Linked DNA regions of Zea mays: region 1 is linked to region 2. The links are chromatin contacts, called in public Hi-C maps. All regions are on one chromosome and are shown on one strand. Each heading gives the region's core, a stretch centred on a gene start, on an enhancer-like site or on the middle of the called end of the contact. The rest is flanking DNA. Distances are from core to core; before and after follow the strand shown. Region 1 holds the start of LOC100283103. Region 2 holds the start of LOC100282143 (dopamine beta-monooxygenase).

What was found. Hi-C and Micro-C count contacts between places; a contact is called where the count stands out from the background.
Region 1: a Hi-C map of endosperm shows a contact between it and region 2, with 2.8 times the contacts expected there. The contact joins the promoter of LOC100283103 here to the promoter of LOC100282143 in region 2. A contact is called at or near these places in 4 of 25 Hi-C or Micro-C datasets (ear, endosperm, root tip and 1 more).

What each region holds. Positions count from the first base shown.
Region 1 is chr2:35,322,600-35,326,006 of Zm-B73-REFERENCE-NAM-5.0, forward strand. It overlaps LOC100283103, which reads left to right and starts at 1,950. Exons shown (of 2, transcript NM_001156005.2): 1 at 1,950-2,977; 2 at 3,105-3,407. The coding sequence starts at 2,426. The coding sequence ends at 3,332.
Region 2 is chr2:34,908,968-34,912,334 of Zm-B73-REFERENCE-NAM-5.0, forward strand. It overlaps LOC100282143 (dopamine beta-monooxygenase), which reads right to left and starts at 1,999. Exons shown (of 4, transcript NM_001155055.2): 1 at 1,550-1,999; 2 at 985-1,384; 3 at 578-873. The coding sequence starts at 1,753.

The DNA.
Region 1 (3,407 bases), core at 700-3,199, 410 kb after region 2:
GAACGATCAGTGAAGGGGCGAAGTGACTGCGGTCACTTCGACCTTGCCAACTGAGGCGCGCGTGTCAGGATAAGGTGTCAGACGATCCTTACATTAAATGCACATGCGATACGGTCGGCGGTAAGGCGATTTGGCCGAGGTTGCTATACGACAAAGTTTGCCCGAGTCTAGCCTCGGACGAGCCGGGGGGGGCGCCCGCTACCCGAGGGGGCCCTCGGACGAGGCGTGAATCCGTCCGGGACCACTGTTCTTGCCCGAGGCCAGGCTCGGGCGAGACGGGATCATGTCCCTTGGTAGACGAGGTTTTAACTTTACGTTTTGCTTACCAGCCCTTACGGTCTATTTTAAAGATGTTTTTCAGCCATGCTTATGAGTATTGGGGGTACCCCTAATTACGGTTCCCGACACAATCTATCATCATCTAATAATGCTTATCTTAGCTAAAAAATCCTTCTTTAACTATCATTTATTTAACTACCAAGTTATATAATCATATGGTTTGTTGTATTTAAAGTTAAATTTATTTTGATGTTTATTTGATATTTTTGAATGATTGATAGATTAGAATTTCAAACTTTTTTTTTGGAATTTTGGATTATCAGACGAGTAAAATTATATGAGCGTGTACGAGTACATAAAGGATTCCATACACACGGACGAAAATAGGAAATCCGACAAGTAAAGTTTTTTTAGAGAGAGTATGAAATTATACCAGCCGAAGGTTATATATCCGTTGCTATCCCTCTCTACTGCTAAGGCCGCCACCTCAAGCTGTCGTTCTCTACTTCAAGGTGCCAAAATATCGTGCTGCCAGGGACAAGGTATGGCTGAGATCAAAGCACTATCCGCCATGAACACACGCTGTAGACACGAGTGGGTGGCCCGCGGCAGGTTCTGCCATTTTCAGATTTTCTTTCGAAGCAAAGCAGCATGTTCTGCCAGATGGAATGGCTATCCATCAGAAAACTATCAACCATCTATGGCCACCCCACATGTATCCCCAAAGGTTGCACATGACATGACACAGCTCCTAATTCGCGCCGTCGAGGTCTTTTCTTTTTTATGTTCCTTGTTAAGTCTGGAGATACATGTACAGAAATAAATATTGCTATAAAATTAGTTTTTTTTAAAAAAAACTTTTTTATGTGTATTTATTTGGAGACGGAGAACTGGAGGAGGGTTACCAAATACGTACATGTACATACAAAGAAGCCTGCCTATTCGCTGTGCTGCAGCAGCCAACTGGTTGGCTGCGTTCACTCGTTTAGCTACAACATCCTTTCATTAAAAACGACACTCAGCTTTTGGCCTAAAGCCAGCGAATCGATAAGCTATACGTCTTTAAGAAAAAGGAAAAAGAGCATAGAAGATGGATAAGATTTAGGGGGTGTTTGAATGCACTAAAACTAATAGTTAGTGACTAAAATTAGTTGAAACATCTAAACAACCCTAGCTAATAGTTCAGCTATTAGCTATTTTTGAAAAATTAGTTTATTAGGTAGTTATTTGTTAGCTAGCTAATTCAACTAACAATTTTTGGCCAACTAACTATTAGTTCTAGTGCATTCAAACACCCCCTTAGGTCATGTTCGGTTCAACCACAATCCATATGGATTGGGGGGATTGAGGGGGTTTTAATCCCTAGTAAATCAAAATCTCCTCCCATCCGTATCAATCCCCTCCAATCCATATGGATTGAAAATAACCGAACAAGCCCTTAGTAGATTTACTGCCCTTCGGTTCTTTTATCTCCAATTCACACCAAATCGAATCAGCTGGAAGTGTGAAGCTGAGCTGCTGCACTCACGTGTCGACACTATGGCACATCTCAAGCGTGTGTGGCACGTACGGATTTTCCCTGTGGACGGCCACGCCGTACCAGGTACACTGGCGGACCATGCATGCACATGGGCCAAAAAAAAAACCGGCCCGAAACGGAGAACCAGGTCGCTACCGCCTACCGGTACCGACTGTCCCGCTCGCGTGCTTGCAACTTGCAGTGCAACGGTGCAAGTGGGCAGTGGCCACAATTTCCTCGTCTCCACCCTCCAAAATTCCACGGAACGGAACGAACGATCACCTCGCCCATCCCCACGCGGGGGCACCCACCAGCCCCACACGTCAGCCGATCAAATCAAAATCTTGGCCCGCGCGGCAGCCGGCAGCGCCCGCGGTCCCGAAGCGCCTCTCGTCCACACAGGCACACAGCCAAGCCCCGTCCGGGGCCCTCCGCCCACACCCACCCGCGTGCCGGGGCGGAATGGCCCGGAGGCGGGCGTGATGCGCGCTGCGCGATTTATACGCGCCAACCCCGCCAGTTGCTGGCTCTGCTTTGCTCCCGTTCCCATGCTGATTTTTTTAGGCGGCTGCTGGCCTGCCTGTCTCCACTGGAAGCTCCGGATTACGTAGAAAAGGGGCGGGCGGCATGAGGATCCAGTGCGACGCGTGCGAGGCCGCGGCGGCCGCGGTGGTGTGCTGCGCCGACGAGGCGGCGCTGTGCGCGCGCTGCGACGTGGAGATCCACGCCGCCAACAAGCTCGCCAGCAAGCACCAGCGGCTCCCGCTCGGCGACGCCGCGGCGCTCCCCGCCAGCCTCCCGCGCTGCGACGTGTGCCAGGAGAGGCCGGCCTTCATCTTCTGCGTCGAGGACAGGGCGCTCCTCTGCCGCGACTGCGACGAGCCCATCCACGTCCCCGGCACGCTCTCCGGCAACCACCAGCGCTACCTCGCCACCGGCATCCGCGTCGGCTTCAGCTCCGTCTGCGGCGCCAGCGCCGAGGGCCTCCCGCCGGCGCCGCCCAAGGGAAGCTCCAAGCCCACGGCCGTCGTCAGCGCGCCAGCTGCCGGGACGACCACCAAAACAAGGACGGTCAAGGACGCGCTGCCGCAGGAGGTGCCGTCCTCGCCGTTCCTGCCACCGTCCGGTTGGGCCGTCGAGGACCTCCTCGAGCTGTCGGACTACGAATCCAGCGACAAGGCAAGGACCTAACCATCCAAAACCTTTTTTTTTGTCGGCGGTGATGATGAGATCAACCACAAGCTTTTCACGTTCTTATTCTTATCTCAGTTTTCCTTTTCCATCTGTTTTGTGTTTGCTGTTGCAGAAAGACTCGTCTCTTGGGCTCAAGGAGCTGGAGTGGTTCGAGGACATCGACCTGTTCCACGCCCATTCGCCAGCTAAAACTGCCATGGCGGAGTTCTTCGCCTCGCCGCAGCCAGTGAGTAACGCCGGGTTCTACAAGGCGAACGGGGCGCGCCTGTTCAAGAAGTCACGGATGGAGGTGCCTGACGACGACGACGAGGACTACTTCATCGTTCCTGATCTTGGCTGAGAATGAGATGAGAGATCTCTGCATGATTCTCCAGTCATGTGATGTGTGTATGTATGCAAAATATGTATGTATGCC
Region 2 (3,367 bases), core at 749-3,248:
CTTCGTTAGGGACTTTTTACTCCACTGGTAGTACTGCGGTTTCCCTAGGTTCAATGTTAACTTGAGTGATCGACAGCTTTCACATGCACACTTGAGTTGTCGAGTTGTTGAGCCATACTTCCGTTGGCGACCGAAGCTTCCAAGCATAAAAACTACTCCAGCCGCTTTCTCGGAACCCGTCACCTGCCAGCTCAAGAACGTGCAGAGGCTACGCCGCGCATTGTCTGTCTAGCCTCTGCTGTCAACAAAAATGGAACCCTCTATATTCTGGTTGCAGGCTTCTCGCTTTCACGGGGCATGTGAGTGACTCAAGACGTCCTCTCTTCTTCAGTGCTATAGTGTACTTAATCACGGTCAACCACTACAAACAAACACCCGTAAAACTACGCTGCTTTATCCAGCCTGGCCATCGCGGCAGATCTATATATTCCAATCTACAGCGTACGCATGTGCCGAGCAAACCGAAAGTGGATACCAATACAAATTATCAATGATCTGTATTCAATTTCCCCCGTGTTATCTACGAGTAACTCAGACAATTTTCTATATTTTTTTCTTTGCCTAAAAAAAAGCGTACCTGAAGAGACGCCATGGCCAAGATGGCGATGCCGAGCGCCTTGTGCACGTCCACGTTCCTGAGCCCGTCCTCGCTGAGGCGGAAGCCGAGGACGATGCCCGCGATGCCGACGGCGTAGCCAGCCACCTGGATGGCCATGTGGGTGTAGAACCAGCACGGGTCCAGCTGCCGGAAGTAGCGCGCGGTGATCATGCCGATGGGCATCAGCACGCCCCACCCCATCATGCCCAGCAGCCCGTGCTTCCTCTCCGGCGGGAACGCGGCGTCGCCGGACCCGGCGACGTTGTACGACAGCCCTGCGCACACGCACGCATTTGTCGATTCGACACACACACACACCGGGGGTGGAGAAAAAAAAATGTAAAAACCGCGTGGATTAATTCGGGGGCCGGGGGCCGGGGACGTACCGGAGGTGTAGTTGAAGGAGCGGGAGGCCATGTTCTGGTGCGCCGGCAGCCGCAGCGAGTCGGACTGCGGCAGGCTGCCGTCCGGCCCGACGGCGTAGATCAGGTACGGCTGCGGGTAGTCGGTGCTGAGCTGGAAGGCGAGGTAGAGGCGGCCGGAGCGCGAGGCGACGGCGGTCCTGTTCCTGACGAGCTTGAGGAGGCCCCTGTTGGGGGCGCACTCCTCGGGGCTCTTCCCGCCGAGGTAGTACTGCTTGACGGTGCCCCTGCCGTTGGCCGCCCACCCGACGACGGCGCTGCTCCCCACCATGGCGCCCTTGCCCGAGAAGCCGACCGCCACGTACGAGCCCCTGTCCGGCGCCGAGAGGATGAAGCTCCACTCGCTGGGCCCCGTGTTCTTGTACTGGCGACCGGCACGGACGATGCGTGGTTCGGGTCAGATCGGGGTTATTGATTGACTAAGTAGCCCACGGTGGGCAGTGAGTGCAATGGTAGTGGGATCTAGTCTAGAACGTATGTGAAAAAAGGAAGGAGATGGATCACAGAAATGCTCCAGCAGCAGGCATACCCTGAGGACGAAGTCCTGCTGCTTCCAGGCGGCGGTGCAGCGGAAGGACGTGGAGTCGAAGGGCACGAGGCTGGCGACCGCGACCTTGGCCCTGGCGCACGAGTCCGCCGCCGACTCCTGGTGGCTCAGCGCGACGCAGAACCCGAGAAGGCAGAGCAGCAGCACCAGCAGGCGCACGGAGCGCGTCCCGGAAGAAGCCGCCATTGCCCGTGCGCTGCTCGCTCCCTGTTCCTGCGCTGCCCTTCCTGCCTCGGGCTGTGTGGCCTTGCTGGATTTGGCAGGCGCCGGGACAAGATTGGTGCGTCGAAGCGAAGGGAAGGGATGGATGGCCACTGGCCAGGCGCGGGCGGGGCCGGGGCCTAGGGGACAGTTTGGCAGGCCACACGGTGGGTGAGTGCCGCCCGTTAATCGATTCGCGTAGGAGAGTATGCTGCTACTTGCTACTGCTACTGTCCTCGGAAGCGTCTGTGCGTGTGCGTGTGTGTATATATGTATCACAATGTGGAAGTGTGCTCTGGTTGGTGGTGATGCTCCGTGTTCTGTTCACCTGGAGAGCGCACATGGCGGCAATCAACGAATTGCCGGTTCTAATCGTGACGGCCTTCAACTTGGTATAGAAAACGAGGTCCTCTCGTGCTCTTTTTACCCAGACACAGTAAGTAATACAGGAGTATGCTCCCCAACTTGCTGCGGTTACCGGTACGGCACAGTAGCAAACCAAGCATGACACCTGCGTCCGGATCCAGCCAGGAAGAAGCCGTTGCGTGAGAGTGCACACTAGAACCAATCGGGATCCCATCCGGTCCAACACAACACCGCATAACATGTCGCTTGTCCCGTAGGGGGCGGACCGGCGGACCTGGCCGCAGGGCATCAAAGAGCAGCGGTGGTTCTCCGCCGAGGCTTGAGCTGCCGAACAGACGGAAAGGGGCGGAAAAGGCCGGCGGTGGGGCAGGTCCCCAGCGGTGAGAGAGAGAGGATTTGGATGGGAAAGGCTGGCCCCAGATGATTATTGCGCGCTGGAACAGCTCACGGTTTAGCTGCACGGATTAAAGGAAGATGCGGGCTCACATGCGCCCTGCCCCGGATCAATCCATTGGTTTTCCAGGGGTGCGCGTCCCTGTCTGGGCCAGCACCCGTCACCCGGTGTACACTACACACACAGTTTACTCGGAGTTGAAGGCTGACTTTGATCTACCACTAATAAGGGTTATTTGGTGAACATAGAATTGAAGGGGTCCATAGAGAGAAATCCACTCGCTATTTGAAATTCAATAGCAAGAGGATTTCTCCGCATGAATTCTCTCCAATTCAGGCCTTGTTCGGTTAATCCCGTTACTTATGGATTTGACTGGATTAGAAAAAATTGTGAAGAAATTTAACTTGCTTGGTATTTAAACCCACCCAATCCCACTCAATCCACATGGATTGAGAGCTAACCGAACAAGCCCTCGCTGGTCACCAAATTAGCTCTAAAAGATCGTTGTGCCATTAGGTCGGTTGGACATTTTTTTTACTTGTTTCTTTTTTAAAAGTTAAGTTCATAATAATAAAGATTAATTGGGCTTATATGCTCTTCCGTGCCCCTATTGATAAAAATCAAATGTCGGTTTTCAAACAATGAGTGAGAAGGTTAAGGATTAGTTGGTTCTAAGTTTCAACCAAATTGTTGAATACTTAGAAACTTTATTTTTTTCCTCTTTAACCTTATTATAAAAGCGACCTTCCACACCTACCCTTTCGCACATGAGGGTGGAAGTGGTGGATGGTAACAGTGGAAGGTGTTTTTTTTACAAAATATACGAAGCAATAAAGGAT